Regions from separate parts of the Triticum aestivum genome. Here region 2 is linked to region 1. Evidence: chromatin contacts called from public Hi-C data. All regions are on one chromosome and are shown on one strand. Each heading gives the region's core, a stretch centred on a gene start, on an enhancer-like site or on the middle of the called end of the contact. The rest is flanking DNA. Distances are from core to core; before and after follow the strand shown. Region 1 has its middle 59 kb from the start of LOC123051561. Region 2 holds the start of LOC123051562 (CBL-interacting protein kinase 2).

Region 1 (7,938 bases), core at 4,007-6,506:
ACAATGAAGTTCACAAAAACCTATAAACTTGTAATCTACTCCCTCCGTCCCATAATGTAAGGTGTCAAAAAACATCTTACATTATGGAACGGAGGGAGTAGTTTCGAAATTATCAACATAAGAAACGTGGTTCATAAGTTGGATGCTCACTTTTAAAGTTGTTTTTCATTTATTCATTTCAGATGCAAAAAAGGTCATGCAGAAAAGGTCATGCAAAAGTAACAAGCTGCAGCACCGCCACCCCTGCCATACACTCCTCCTGTTTGCTCCACGTGACATGGTTACCCTTTTTTAGTGATTGCTAACATTTTTAGAGCCAATTGCTAACTTTTACTTCATTTGCCTCTCTCCTTGATTTTACACAGACCATTTTTAACTTGGCATGCCATGTTTATAAAAAACCTTGTCATGCTGGTTTAAACTGCAAGTTGTTATTAAGTTTTTTTAATAATTGTACCCCACTTTATTCAAAACTCAATGAGATCGGGTACACACACTTTCAGGCAAAGAGTCAACCATGGCAAACAACTTTATTTCTAAGTAAGGAGTGTGCTAACCTATATGCCTCCATGTTTGAAGCTCTCCCCTCATGGCAGAAGAGAGTGGCTTCCAAATAATTCCCTTGGGCCTTAATCGCTTCAACAATCTACAAGTAGATATTCATTGAGTTGTCATGGAGATATTGATTACTAGAAGGCAATCACCAACAAATCTTTGCTCGACGGGTCAGCAGGTCACTCGCCAAGGAGAGATCTTCCCGGACTGCCAAGACTGCCAGGGTCTCTGGATCAATAATGCCATCGAACCCAATGCTTGACGCCCCCACAAATACACCATCATTGCTTCTCGCTAATGCCCCAAGGTGCCACATGGGCCAACCCAGTACAAGCTTCTTTCTTTACTTTACCCACCGGTTTTTTGAAGGCCGTATAACCTCTTTGACCGGTTTTCTCATTTTTCTTTATGTGCTTTCTCTAAGGGATTCATTTCAGTTTCATTCTCTATTTTTTGGATCCTTTTCTTTGCTTTTTTATTTTTATTCCTCCATTTATTATTTGTGAACCTTTTTCAAATTGGTGAACCATTTTGAAGTACAGAAACATGTTTTCAAATTCATGAACATCTTTATAAATCTGTGAAGAATTTTTAATTTGGAATTATTTTATTTGTGAACATTTCATTAAATTTCAGGAAAATTAAAAAATGAATTTTCGGTGATTTTCTAAAAATAATTACTATTAAATTAATGAATATTTTGGAATTTTGGAACATTGTTTAAGTGCACAAACATGTTTTTGAATTAATGAAATTTCTAAATTTCTGAAATATTTTACATATTCATGAGAAATTGATAAAATTATTGAACATTTATTACACTAGGTGATTTCCCTGTGCATTATTGCTGAAATGTGACGATAATTTTTTGATGAATTATGTATGAACGAAAATGACCTAAACCGAAAGCTATTACTTTTAGAAGTAATGATATGTGAACAAAGAGTATGCATGTACCTAGACTATTGTAGTTGCAACAACCAAACTGGGGTATGCATGTGCTAGAATATAGTATTAGTAGATGATGACATGGCACATTTGGTGATGTGGAGGGCTGCATATTGAGAGAATTAGAGTTAGTAGTGATCAACTATTTAGGAATATAGGATTCATGAACATTTATAAAATCCATGCACATTTTTTAAATTTCATCAAGCTTACAAAATTGTGAACCTTTTGATATTCAGGAAAAAACTGAATTCACAAACATTTGTTCAAAGTATTTAATTTTTTTGAATTTGTCAAGGAGGCCACCAATGCCATTGGTCCAGACCCTTAGCGTGACTATCTAGCGGCTGCGCGTTTTCTCCAATAGCGAACGCATTAAGTTCTCCTATTCAGCGCATTGAGCGCCAGTTAGGGTTGCTTGCGCTCACAAGATACGCACAGCGGGCCGGCCCAGTGAATGGCTGAAAAAACAAACACGAAAATGGAAATGTGCAGCAATTTAGGAGAGACGGGATTCGGAGTAGGGTCAGCAGCATCGACGGCCTAACACTACAACCAGTACACTGAGCTAACTTTTGCTGTTTAATAGCAGGAATCATGTCTATTTCACTCAGTATAAACTGTTTGAAAAAAGAAAACATAAATTTCAACAACAAAAAACTCCCTGCTAGCTCGGGCATCAGTTGATACTAAAAAAAAAACTTGGGCATCACTTGAGCATTTAACCTTTGACCTCTTGTAGTTGACTGTGTTGAATTTTCAAAATATTCAAAAAAGTTCACAAATTTTACATTCATGAATTTGAAAAAAGTTCGTCGAAATTGAAAAAAGTTCATCGAATTTCAAAAGAAGGTCAAAATTTCTAAAAAAGTTCACCAGTTTGAAAAAAGTTTATCAAATTGAGGGAAATTCAACCAATTTGAAAAAGTTCAACCATTTTGAAAAAGTTTCATCCATTTTGAAGAAAGTTCAACGAATATGAAAAAAGTTCATCGATTTCTAAAAAAGTTCGCTGATTATTTCTTTTAAAAAATTGTCAACTTTTAACGGAATTCATACATTTGAAAAAAAATCGCTGTTGAAAAAAAGGGTTCATGGATGTGAAAAGTAGTTCATCTATTTAAAAAAATCATCGATTTTGAAAAAAGAGTTCATGAAATTGGAAAAAGTTTGCGCATTTAGCAAAAGGAACAAAAGTTAGAAAAAGAAATTAAAAAACCAAAAAAATAGGTCGAAAAGAGCAAAAAGGAACAAGAAATAAGAAGTAAGAAACGAAAAAAGTAAAAAGAAATAAGAAGTCACGGGTTTGATTCCCACGTGGGCAGTTTTTTTAGCATTTTAAAAAAAGAAAAAAAATTGATGGGCCAGCCCAGCTCGCAGGAGGGGGTGTACACCCGTTTGCTAAATGCACTATAACGGGTGCCTGAAGCGCCAATTAGGAAATGCCTAAGTTCATAGCAGGTGCACTCGGGAGACATAGCATTTTACGTTCTTATAAGTTAGTTCTTTATTTTTTGAGCTTACATTATTAAGGTGCTTATTGTTCATCGAAAACACGTACAACAAAAGCCATATGTCGGAAAATGGGCTTACAATCTTTAACTTGCCTGGACCAAATTAAGGCCAGAAGTATTAGATTACTTGGTCCTCTTGATCAGCGGGCAAACCCTAACAGCACCATCCATCCAGTTTCCGCCCCCTAAAAAAATCCATAGAGTTTCCAATTCTAAAAAATGTTTCAGTATGTGTCCATAATTCCATGTGGCTATTTTCTTTGAAATGTGGCTAGATCACTAGAGCAGGGATCTAAACACTCTTATATTTCTTTACGGAAGGAGTAGTACATTACTTCTGTAGCATGGGAGCATGGCTGTGGATGTGAAGAGCCGGTGCTGACCTAAACGACAGCCATATTTGCAGCCAAAGACGATGAAGGCAACAGCCGCAAAACCATGCTCCTTAATAAAAACAGGGTAGGAGACACGATTTGACTCTATGTTTGCTGACCTGCTCGCCTCACCTGTTTTAATTTAGTAGACGCAATTATGTGTATAATTTTTACGCGATTATGCTTCTAGATTGTCTAAAGAAATCTTATCAAATGGCAAATACTTATCTTTTGATGAAGAGAATCTTCTACGTGTATGGCGAGAAGTTAGGCATCCTTAAACAAATCTATTATGGGACCCAATTGTTTAAGTCGTTGGACGAAACAATTGGCCACCAAAGCTGCCAAGTTTTCTTGGGGACAAACCGGCAAACTCTCGCTGAATCGAAGTGCACCAGACAGTTTGTATATTCTTGTCTTGCATATTGCAGCATGCAAGTGATGATTTGGTGTTGGAATATACTAGTAGGAGCCTGCTCCAGTTGAGACTAGCTGCTTCAGAGGGCAAAGCAGGATTAAACAACAGCAATTATGGAGTTAGTAGTCCATCATACTCAGCATAAGAGAGATGGTTGTTTTGGTAGCACTTAAATTCCTTTTGGCTTTCCTTTTCTTAATCACAATCAATCAGCATGTGGCAGCAACTCGTGAGTTTGGAGAATTACTTGTCTTTGTTTAGTTTTTTTTTTTTTGACTGAATCTTTGTTTAGTTTGAGGAGCATAGCAAATTGCTTGCTTCAGGTGAAAGCACCAGGAAAGGACAGTATATTAGGAAAGCACCAGGACCCATGTGCCTTTGGCCGGTGGGTAACAATCTTAGGAGCACTTCTTCTCTAACTTTGAACTGTTCTTATTTTTATTTCCGAAGGGCCAATTCGCAGTGCTATCCCCTGCTCTCCAAGGCAATTTTTCTGTTCTCATTTTATTTCCACTTACTAGAATATGCATATACGCTGCATTTTCAGGATTCTGCAGTGATGTAAGCATAGATATGCTGATGCTGATAGAACATTATACAATTTAGGTTTCCTACAATGCTTGGCTGTACCTCATTTGTGGTTACAAATCAACAACACTGCTTCACTGTATATAGCCTCCGGAACGCGACACCATTGGAGCAAAGGCTTTTCTACACCATAGTGAAAGCTCAGCGCATGTCTGTATTAGGCCTGAACTATAAAGTAGAACAGATATTTCCCAGCCAATTGTAATTTTCTGATCACCGATTCAGACAGGTAACCATTGAAAAAAGAAGTCCAACCTTGGCCAACAGGATTAGGACTGCCATTTGATTCCTCTGTCGCTAATGTATGTCTGGTTAGGTGAGTCCATTAGTCTAAGCTTTGGAAAATGACAGGGTCTCTCCCCCGCCGCTGGTTCTGCCCGTTTCATAATCTTATCATCTCGTGGTAGGGAATGGTTCAATCTCCCAAAGCCAGCAGTGTGCAGAAGTTTCATGGAAAAAGCCTGCACTTACTCTGAAACAGTGCACCTATCCAGGCATCGATCTGATCCGAGGTCACTGATCGATCAGCAAGCACGCCGTTGTTCTGTCCACAGACTATTTTGACCGGCAAAATAGTGATCACGTTCTCATTGAGGAAAACGAGCAAGAGAACAAGAGTAGCAATTAGGTGCTCCCTTACTGGCCTGCATATTCCTTTTGATTTTGTCAACAAAAAGTAAGCTAATTATATTTAAGAATTTGTGATGCTTAGTTCACCCGAAATGCATTTCCAGGCATGAGGTGTGATTCAGTACCGGTGTTATTTTGTGAATGTATGATGGTGAGCAGTGCAAGGGTCAGCCTCAGGGGACACCCAAGGGTACAGGTGTCAAGCTGCGATATGGGCCGGGCCCACGGTATTAGAACCAGCTTACCCAGCCTCGCCACGTCGCCCCGTGTGCGTCAGCCGAGTATCTGATCACGCAGTCAACCAGAGGTCGTCCGTATGACGTGGCCGGTGTTTGTTCTCCTTGCTCGCAAGCGACGACGGCTGGGCATCTCTGCACTCCACACGATGGATTATCGGTACAATTCGAGAGTTTGTCTGCGTCATGCAAGGGTGTATATTAAATCTTAGGCATCTTCAACAAAGACCTTCAAACCTCCCACTTCCGTCCGGACCCTTAAGCCATCCAATGGAGTTCCAAATCCATCCGCGGACCAGTTCGGACTTTCGTCTTACGTAAACTGGAACCAAACAAGAGGCTTCGCAAGAGTCCGGACGGCCACGTAGGATTCCGACACCCCTAGCCACCCAAAACTGACGCCGAAGCCCGCTCGTAATCACTCTTTCTCAAATCTCTCCTCTTCCATCCCCTGCTCTCCACCCCAATTCCCGCCCTTTTTCACTGTCGCTCCCGCATTAAGGACTCATATGAAAAGCTGTCGGAGACTGCGGTGGAGGATCTGGCAAAAGCTACCGCCTGCAAGATCAACTTGGCGACACGGCGAGATCGCTGGCTCTAACAAAAGGCAAAGGCGACACGGCTCAAAAAGAAGAAGGGCGACAGAGGTGGTGGTTGTGGTGCCAGCGGCGGTTCTGGTGCAGGGCGGGACCGCGGAGACTGGGCGCCGCCACCGTCGCCGTTCGTGCAGACGCCGCCCTGGCTGAAGCAATATAAGGCTCCCTACTTCTATGCCGCCCAACAGCTCGGTAGACAGTCCCAGTCATCCGCGCCTTACTATGTCGACATCAACAACGTGCCGCTGCTTTTCTCGGAGTCTGCATCGTCGCAACCTATTCGGTCACGGACGTCGGGGTGGAGCAACTCGGTGCCTGCACGCTGTTCGCCGATGTAACGCCACGGACACACCCGCCGGTGGTCGTTACTCCTGGCGGGATCTAGGACACACCCGCCGGTGGTCATTACTCCTGGCGGGATCTAGACTGGCCCCACAGATCAATACTAGTCTTTTCTGCGCACTTTGTCCTCACTCGTGCACACCCGAGAGCAACTTCCCGGTCAGTCACCCATCCTGAAATTACTCCAAGCTGAGCACGCTTAACTTTGGAGTTCTGTTTGAATGGGCTTCCGGAAAAGAAGGAATTCCTTATTGATATGAGTAGTCTATCACCCCTAATAAGTCAGGCTATCACAACCGACCTGTGTCAAGAGGGTGAGTCGGTGTACGACAACGTGGACACACATATGTTTGAGCGAGGACATTCAGGTGGATGAATCAGAGTCCATGCACCCAGGCACATACACCCTGTTGGGCACGTACACACAATCAGGCACATAGCCAGATTGGGCCTCCGGTAGTAGGAGCGGGAGGAGGACGGTGACGAGGACCTTGATCCAGATGAATTTGCTACCGATCCAAAGAAACGGGGTAGAGAAGAAAGCTTCAACATGAGGGAGGACCAGTAGTTGTGCGATGCGTGGTTGGTCACTCGCATGGATCCGATCCATGGCATAGAGCAAAAGGGATCAACATTTTGGGCCAATATTCACACTTGGTTCCATGAGCACAAGCATTTCGAGCCCTACACCGATGAACTCATCCACAACCATTTGGTGGATTCTATGAACCATCAATGGTACATCATCCAAGATTCCGTGTCTAATTATTGCGGCCACTTGAAGCAACTCATCGGACGGTGTCCAAGTGGTGCCCAAATCTCTGAGCAAACAAGTGTGTTGATCATTTGGCCGGATATGCAAATTGTTGACCGGATATGATCTATGTTTAGGTCATTTGGCCGGATCGAAAATTGTTGGGAATGTTTTAATTTGTAGCCTTCCCGTGCGTGCAATTCGTTCATGAAGATGGAGAAGAAGAATTTCATCCTCATGCATTGTTGGTTCAAGTTGAATGGGCAACCCAAGTGGAAGGTACTTATTGTCAACTCCGCCAAGACCGCCTACATGGGCACCGAGGAAGAAATTGGTGATCCAACCAACCCAACACACGAGCCTCCGAAGAAGGTTAAAAGAGGTTTCTGGGTAAAGAAGTTGGAGGAGGAGAAGGTGAAGCGAGAAGGGGCGGCGGCCAAGATAACAGAGAATGAAAGATCGAGGATGTCGCCTAGAGGGGGAGGGTTAATAGGCGCTTAAAAATAATTATGGTTTAGGCTTGAACAAATGCGGAATAAACCTAGCGGTTAATTTGTCAAGCAAAAAACCTACAACAACTAGGCTCACATATGTGCACCAACAACTTATGCTAAGAAAGATAAACAACTATGTGATAGCAAGATATATAACATGAAACACTATGGCTATCACAAAATAAAGTGCATAAGTAAAGGGCTCGGGTAAGAGATAACTGAGGCACGCGGAGACGATGATGTATCCCGAAGTTCACACCCTTGCGGATGCTAATCTCTGTTTGGAGCGGTGTGGAGGCACAATGCTCCCCAAGAAGCCACTAGGCCCACCGTAATCTCCTCACGCCCTCGCACAATGCAAGATGCCGTGATTCCACTAAGGGACCCTTGAGGGAGGTCACCGAACCCGTACAAATGGCAACCCTTGGGGGCGGTCACCGAACCCGTACACTTTGGCAACCCTTGGGGGCGGTCACCAGTACCCGTCAA
Region 2 (7,938 bases), core at 3,035-5,534, 160 kb after region 1:
GTCCTTAGTAGTCGTCAGTCGTCACGGCTTTGGCAACCGATCTGGAGGAGCGAGGTGTGCAAGAAATGAACCGTACGAGAGCCCCACGATTAGACCATGTCATCAGTGATGGTTAAGCTACTCCATACTCTGGTTAGTACGCCTACGCCAACACCCTCGCGTGCTAGTGCCGGTACACGTACCTACAGGCCACCTCAAACTCCGTACCGGTTGGCACGCAAGGTCTTCACGGGGCGATGTACGTAAGCTTTGTTTTCCGACGCGGATGGGAGTGAAGATATCTATGCCATACTTGGATTGCCAACAGAATCTACCCTGTCAATTTTTTGGCAATGATCAAAACATTGTTCTTGTCCGGGTTACTGCTAATTTTTTTTGGCATGTGAAGGTACCACCAAAATCCCGCAAATCGAAAGCAAACTAGGGAAACTTTGTGGGAGTTCGGACATCCAAACGACGAAACAAAAGCCACCATCTATCCTTCCCGGATGGCGGAACCCACTGCGAAAGATAATTAATTTGGCGGAAGGCTAGCATCTTAAAGGTGACTAGCATTTTGTGCATTTGGCGGAAAGCTTTGAAAATGACCAAAGGCATCTGGCAAAAGGTGTACTGGAAGATGATTAGCATTTGGCGGAAGCTATGAAAATGGTACTACACATTTGGCGAAAGGCGTACTTGATTAGCATTTGGCATGGTGTTTAGCATTAGGCGGAAGGCTAGCATGTATTGTAAAATGACCATCACTCCACTCAAATCCACATTACACTTTGCCGTTGCTATTTTTCTCAAAATAAAGGCAGACCTTTGAGGCATAGCGTTAGATGCCGACCCCGTATCCGTGTTCGTGGACGAGTCCGGAACAGTCCACGGACGGATACTGTGTCCGTTTTAGGCATCAACGTTGAAGATGCCCTCAATGCTTCTTTAGCACCTCTAGTTCATTTTCCTATCCAATGTTAGCCAAATTATGGAAAAGCAAAACACAAATTGGAAAAGGAAAACCTAGCTATTCTCATGGAAAAAAGGACGCCGGGACATGGAGTTTCCGCACTCGTGTGAGTATGCACCGCGTGAATCGTAAATCAGAAAAAAAAAATGTTTGACAAACTTTGTTGAGTGTTCAACCAACATGCAAAAATCGTGATGTGAATGTTTCTTCATCACGAAAGTTACATGTTGGTAAAATATTCAGCAATGTTCGTCATGGAAAATGAGAATTTCTTGAATTTTGTTGCTATTTTTCCAAAATTTACAGTTCACCTAGGAGCAAAATAACACTTCTGTGTTTTCCTAAAATATCACTCGACGTATATTATTATTATTATTATTATTATTTATTATACAAAGAGTTGCACACTGGGTGTTTCGCAAGTGACTCTGAGCTCGTGACGTCTCAACACATCTGCATCTCTAGTTTCAAAAAAGAAAAAAACGCATCTCCCTCTTTTCTTCCTTCCTTGAAGATGCCTCGCATCTGCGTCTGCATCGTCCGTAGCCTCTAATAATGCATGATCAACAGCTAGCTAGCTCGTCCTTAGTAGCCGTCAGTCGTCACGGCTTTGGCAACCGATCTGGACGAGCGAAGCGTACAAGAAATGAATAGAACGAGAGTCCCACGATTAGGCCATGTCATCAGTGATGGTTAAGCTACTCCATACTTTGGTTAGTACGCCGACGCCAACACCCTCGCGTGCTAGTGCCGGTACGCGTACCTACGGCTACAGGCCACCTCAAACTCCCTACCGGTTGGCACGCGAGTTCTTCACGGGGCGATGTGTAAGCTTTGTTTTCGGACGCGGATGGGAGTGAAGATATCTATGCCATGCTTGGATAGCCAACAAAATCTACCCTGTCAAATTTTAGGCCATGATCAAAACATTGTTGTTGTCCAGATTACTGCTAACTTTTTTCGGCATGTTAGGGCATCACCAAAAATCCGCAAACCGGAAGTAAACCAGTGGGACTTTGCGGGAGTCCGGATGTCCACACAATGAACCAAAAGCCACCATGTACCCTTCTTCCTCTTCGTTCGGATGGCGGAACCCGCTGTGAAAGATAATTAAGTTGGCGGAAGGCTGGCATCTTAAAGGTGATTAGCATTTGTGCATTTGGCGGAAGCGTTGAAAATGACCAAAGGCATTTGGCCAAAGGTGTACTGGAAGGTGATTAGCACTTGGACCCTTTGGTGCAAGGTGTACTAGGAGATGATTAGCATTTGACGGAAGCTATGAAAATGGTACTACACATTTGGCGAAAGGTGTACTTGATTAGCATTTGGCACGGTGTATAGCATTTGGTGAAAGGCTAGCATATGCTGTAAAATGACCATCACTCCACCCAAATCCACACTACACTTGTCTTTGATATTAAAAAATAATAACAAAGGTAGACCTTTGAGGCATAGTGTTAGATGGCCGACCCCGTATACCATGTCCGTTTTCGACGTCAACTTTGAAGATGCCCTCAATGCTTCTTTAGCCCCTCACTAGTTCTTTAGTGAAATCATGGAAAAGCAACACCTCAAAATTTTGGTAGGGCAAACTTGGCCACAAAAACAGAAGGCACCCTGGCGTGAACATGAGTCATGCTTTCAAGACAACATGTGGCACATATAGAAGATTGACCCATTTTTCTTTTAAAGTGTGGATTGCCGCAAAATACATAGTATGTTACGAAAACCTCTTTCCCATAGTCGATGACAAACCGAAAAAGGAAAAGCTATTCGAGTGGAAAAGAGAATGCTTCTCTGAAAGTCCACTTCACCGAAAATGTAGCTTTCTAATAATGAGGCTTGTAGTTGGGGGTAGCACCGACTGGACTGGAGGACAGGTGTAGGAAGCGATGAAGAACGTACCGTACTACATCATCACCACATTGCTTGGCCGGGCCGCCGGAGTGCACGCATATTCTATGTCTCATTGGTTCTCCAAAAAGCTATCTGCTCCGCTCTAGCCTAGCCTAGCCGTCCGTCCCGGCCGGGGATGATTTGCCAATTTTCTAGCCTCCATAATTCGTGCTAAAATACTAGCAGCAGCATTGACCACTCTGTGTGCCAAAGATATCGTAAAATAAGCATAGCATCATTGCTCTTGCCCCCGTCTGTTGGAAGGAGTCGCCCTGAGACGGATCGAGCAACAACACTGCATGCATATCGTCGCATATATGCCTCCGGTCTCTCGACGCCATGCATGGGCTGCAAGGCTCCAAGCGAGCCACCGGAATAATAATGCCACTATTCTAAGCAAAACACATCGCCTTTACGGGCGTGGGAGGGGATTGGACGTCCCATTTTCCACTGATTGTGTACGTTTGTTGGCCCCGACCGTGACGCTTTCTCGTGCCTAACTTAGCCGGGACGATGGGAGGTGGGCTTTTACGGCCGGGCACGAGGAGGCGCCGTGTTTTGCTTTGGCCTCTTCCTCCTCCCTCTCGCTTTCCTTCCCTTCCTCCCTCCTGCGCGCACCGCTAGCTGATGCGAATCGCTGATACGAAGCGCTGGGCGGTCGGCACATGGCTACGCGGGCGGACCGATTCGTGCGTGCTTCGATAATCTCTCCCACGTGCTGCGTAGACCTCAGTGGCGAAATTTCCTTTGGAGATTACTAAGGCGCGACGGGCCGTACGACCCCATGTTAGCCATGGCATCCTCGTGACCTCAGGCATGCCGATCGGACGGCGTAGGGCCGCGTTGCGCCGTAGCGTCTTTATTTATTTATTACTCTTCTTGCGGGCAAATCTGGCGCTAGTAAATACTTTGGATTTCGCCACTCAACAGTACTATTACTATTATTCCCCTAAGGAAAAACAGTAGTATTATTCCCCGATGTTTCGATTTCGAAGCTGGCACATTGCCATCTAGCACGATCGGGCCAGCTAGAGCTTTGCTACAAAATCCGCAAGAAATTACAGCCGCGGGTCAAGAAGATCCTTGGCTGCGACCCTACAATTATGGAGTAGCATCACGCACGTAAAACAAGGGCCAGGCACGGGATCCACACGTAGACATACGAAACCCGGTTCGTTGGCCGAACGGACGGCGGAGGAGGGCCGTGGGAGGGTGCAGCGGGCCGATCTAATTTGGTCCGTCCGTCCGTCGCAGCAGCGGACAGGCCAGCGCATTATTGGCGGGCCCCGCGGGGACGTAATTTTACCGGCCCACAGCTGCGGGCGGTGGGTGGGCGGTTTGCGGGGCAGGAATATCTCTCCCTCTCGGCGAGAACGGATCCATCCATCCCTAGCGGGCGGGGGGTTGGCCGCCGCGGCGCGTATAAAACGGAGCCGCCTCTCAAGCTGAACCTTTCGCCGCACAACACTCTCCCTCGCACCACACCAGACTCTAGAAAAAGGAAGAAACAAACTCAACCTCCCACCCCCAACAGAAGAGCCGCAAATCTGCCACCACTCCGCCGTCTCCCAGCCCCGCCGCCCACGCATCCGCCTCCTCCCTCCTCCCTCCCCTAGACCTACCCCGCCGCCCTCCTCGCGAGCGCTGCCGATTCTTCGCGGAGGAAGGGAAGGGATCTAGCCACCTCCGGGGCTGCTGCTGCGGTTCCGTTCGCGTCGCCAGCCGCCGGGATCTGGTACGGACTCACGCCTCCCTGCTTCTGTCTTCGGTTCCAGTGCAGTCCCTATGTTTGGTAGTGATTCGTCGTCTGCGACCTGTGTGCGCGAGGCATGTCATCTAGCGGGCCGAAACATGTCATCTAGGCTCTAGGGGGCTCGTCGATTTGGTGCGTCTGCGGTCTCTGAAACACCTGTTTTTTCCTCGGGAGTTGGCAGTAGATTTCTATGTGCAGAGCGGAGATAGTCCTTCTCCTTCTCCTGTTGTTCGTTCGTGCCGGTTGCCTCGTTTAGCTCCTTGGTCAGATGCGCGTTTCCGGGCCTTGTCTCCTCTGTTTTGGCAGTGAGAAAGTTTTGGCGTGATAGGTTGGTTATGCGCGGAGATAAACAGATCCATCAGCTAGGTGCCATAGAAAGTTGGACAACCGCATCTGGTTGATTGCAGTTTACACCACTCTTAATAATCCGGCTGAGAGACGCATCTGGTTGGAGTTTAGACGCCTCTTAATCGGGCTAAGGGACGCATCTGATGGCAGTTTAGACCCCTCTTAATCCGGCTAAGGGATGCAAGTTAGCTTTTCGTTCGTTTCCGACTTTCTATGGTATGATATGCTTGTGGTCCTGTATGCGGAAGAGATTTATTTTCCCATCTTCTGCATATAGAACAATCTTCTAATTTCGGGATTTTTCCCTTCTTCTGCATATAGAAGAATCTTCTAGTTTCGGAATGATTTGTCTCCACTACAGATTGCTCCATGGCTAACGTTATGCCTTTACTTTCTTGATTGACAGTACCTGGATTTCCACAAGGAGGAACCATCTTAGGGAATGCAGAGAGATGTGTTTGCATGCTAGAGAGCTACCTTGCGAGGGAATCGGCAGGGTAGCCACCCCTGTTCCTGCTTTGATTGACCTTGATGACACCGCTTCACAGCAGCACACAACACACCTCTTCTTCCATGTGCTTCTGCACAATGGGGTTCGACGTGGCATCTCAACCATCATCTTAGATTACCACCTCGGAGGGGACGGTTGAGGCTATCTAGCGCCCGCAGGCTCCCTTGCAAGGTTCGGGTTCGCTGCTGCTGTTCTGTGTGCGTAGCATACATCTGCCTGCCGTCATGGGAGAGCAGAAGGGGAATATTCTGATGGGGAAGTACGAGATGGGGAAGATGCTCGGGCAGGGGACCTTTGCCAAGGTCTACCATGCCCGCAACATCGAGACCTCGCAGAGCGTTGCCATCAAGGTGACCGACAAGGAGAAGGTTCTGAAGGGCGGGCTCACGGATCAGATCAAGCGCGAGATCTCTGTGATGAAGCTGGTGAAGCACCCAAACATTGTTCAGATGTATGAGGTCATGGCGACCAAAACAAAGATTTACTTTGTGTTGGAGCATGTGAAGGGTGGTGAGCTGTTTAACAAGGTTCAGAGAGGAAGGCTCAAGGAAGATGCTGCAAGGAAGTACTTCCAGCAGCTGATCTGCGCGGTTGACTTTTGTCACAGCAGGGGCGTCTATCACCGTGATTTGAAGCCTGAGAACCTTCTTCTTGATGAGAACAGCAACCTGAAAGTTTCAGATTTCGGTCTCAGTACCATTTCTGAATGCAGAAGGCTTGACGGGTTGCTCCACACATCCTGTGGTACGCCTGCTTATGTTGCTCCTGAAGTAATCAATAGGAAAGGCTATGACGGCGCCAAGGCTGACATCTGGTCATGCGGGGTGATCCTCTTTGTGCTTTTGGCTGGGTATCTCCCTTTCCAAGATAAGAATCTGATGAATATGTATAAGAAGATTGGGAAAGCAGAGTTCAAATGCCCGAGTTGGTTCTCTTCAGACATTCGAAGGCTTCTGCTAAGGATTCTTGATCCTAACCCCAGCACAAGGATCTCGATTGAGAGAATCATGGAACATCCTTGGTTCAGGAAGGGTCTAGATGCAAAGCTGCTCAGATACAATTTACAAGCAAAAGATGCCGTTCCTGCTGCTGACATGACTGCGACTTCTGATTCCTTGAGCTGCAGCAACTCAGCAACAGAGGGCAAGGAACAAGAAGCAAAAAAGCTCTCCAACTTGAATGCTTTTGATATAATCTCCCTCTCAACTGGACTCGACCTCTCCGGTATGTTTGAGGACAATGACAAGAAGAGGGAGTCCAAGTTCACATCCACCAACTCGGCTTCGACGATCGTGTCAAAGATCGAGGACATCGCAAAGTGCATGCGACTGAAGCTCGTCAAGAAAGATGGTGGCATGATGAGGATGGAAAGCTTCAAGCCTGGAAGGAAAGGTGTGATGTCCATTGATGCTGAGATATTTGAGGTCACCCCTGACTTCCATCTCGTGGAGTTGAAGAAGACAAACGGTGATACTATCGAGTACCAGAAGGTCTTGAACCAGGAGATGAGGCCAGCGCTCAAGGACATAGTCTGGGCGTGGCAAGGCGAGCAGCAGCCGCAGCCGCAGCCGCAGCCACAGCAGCAACCATGTTAAGAAGAACTGTGCCAGGTGCAACATTTTGCAACTCGAGGCAATCAATTACCAGGCGTCCGTGTGTTTCTGTAATTTTTATTATCCATGTTTGCTATTCGTTTGCATTCCCCTAGTGATGTCTGTGTAAACTTCAGTTATCATCTTTCGATGAAGATTTATTTAAAAGCATGGTGTCTTCAGAACAGATGCCAAGTCATTGTTCAAAAAGTCTTTCCAAGGACAGTGCGTTTGTGTACGGGAGGTGTTCTTTTGCTCAAGAATTGATCTCGGCCTTGTTACTGTTTAACTTTGACATGCATCATGATTAGATCCACCATTCTTGTGATCTGAGAACTCTAGAGGGTGACATATTAAAATCTTCTTTGGTGGGTAGCTAACGGACTTTACCTAAAGGCCGAAGAGATATGGTTTTGTAGACAGCATGATATGGGCCAGAGACAAATTGAAAGATTTGTTCTATGTAGCCACTTGCAAAGGGTAGGAAGCAGTAGCATTATTTTACAGCTATGAAGATACAACTAGTGATTGAAAACTTTGTAGTCCAAAATTCCAGATACCCTCTTGCTCCACAGATACAAAGAGGAAAACTTAAAGCAGTAGTTTCCACGCTGTGACAGGTGCAACATTTTGCAATTTGAGAACTGTTGTAGGTGGCATTATTTTACAGCTACAAAAGCTAGCAAGATGTTGAATAAGATTCAGACTACAGGCTGGTACAGATTGCTTACTGCGCAGAAGCACCTGAGGCAAAGATTCGGGAATCGCTGTAGACTGTAGTTGTTTGATTGTTTCCTCCATTTGTAGTCCAAAATTCAGTCCACCTAACTGAATGATTGATTTGTAGACGATTTACAGCTATGAAGATACTACTACTGATTAAGAA

The links. Hi-C and Micro-C count contacts between places; a contact is called where the count stands out from the background.
Region 2: a Hi-C map of leaf shows a contact between it and region 1, with 3 times the contacts expected there. The contact joins the promoter of LOC123051562 here to the enhancer-like site in region 1. A contact is called at or near these places in 3 of 5 Hi-C or Micro-C datasets (all in leaf) and 1 of 1 datasets of contacts at active chromatin or transcription factors (leaf).

What each region holds. Positions count from the first base shown.
Region 1 is chr2D:61,342,720-61,350,657 of IWGSC CS RefSeq v2.1, forward strand. No RefSeq gene overlaps it. Among protein-coding and RNA genes, the nearest start is that of LOC123051561, 59 kb to the left of the region's middle. Within about 2 kb of position 5,257, at least 1 of the 8 cell types and tissues checked has an H3K27ac peak or open chromatin away from gene starts, as enhancers often do. A contact at or near this core is called in leaf, where this site is marked.
Region 2 is chr2D:61,503,061-61,510,998 of IWGSC CS RefSeq v2.1, forward strand. LOC123051562 (CBL-interacting protein kinase 2) reads left to right here and starts at 4,285. Exons shown (of 2, transcript XM_044474470.1): 1 at 4,285-4,583; 2 at 5,356-7,239. The coding sequence starts at 5,685. The coding sequence ends at 7,055.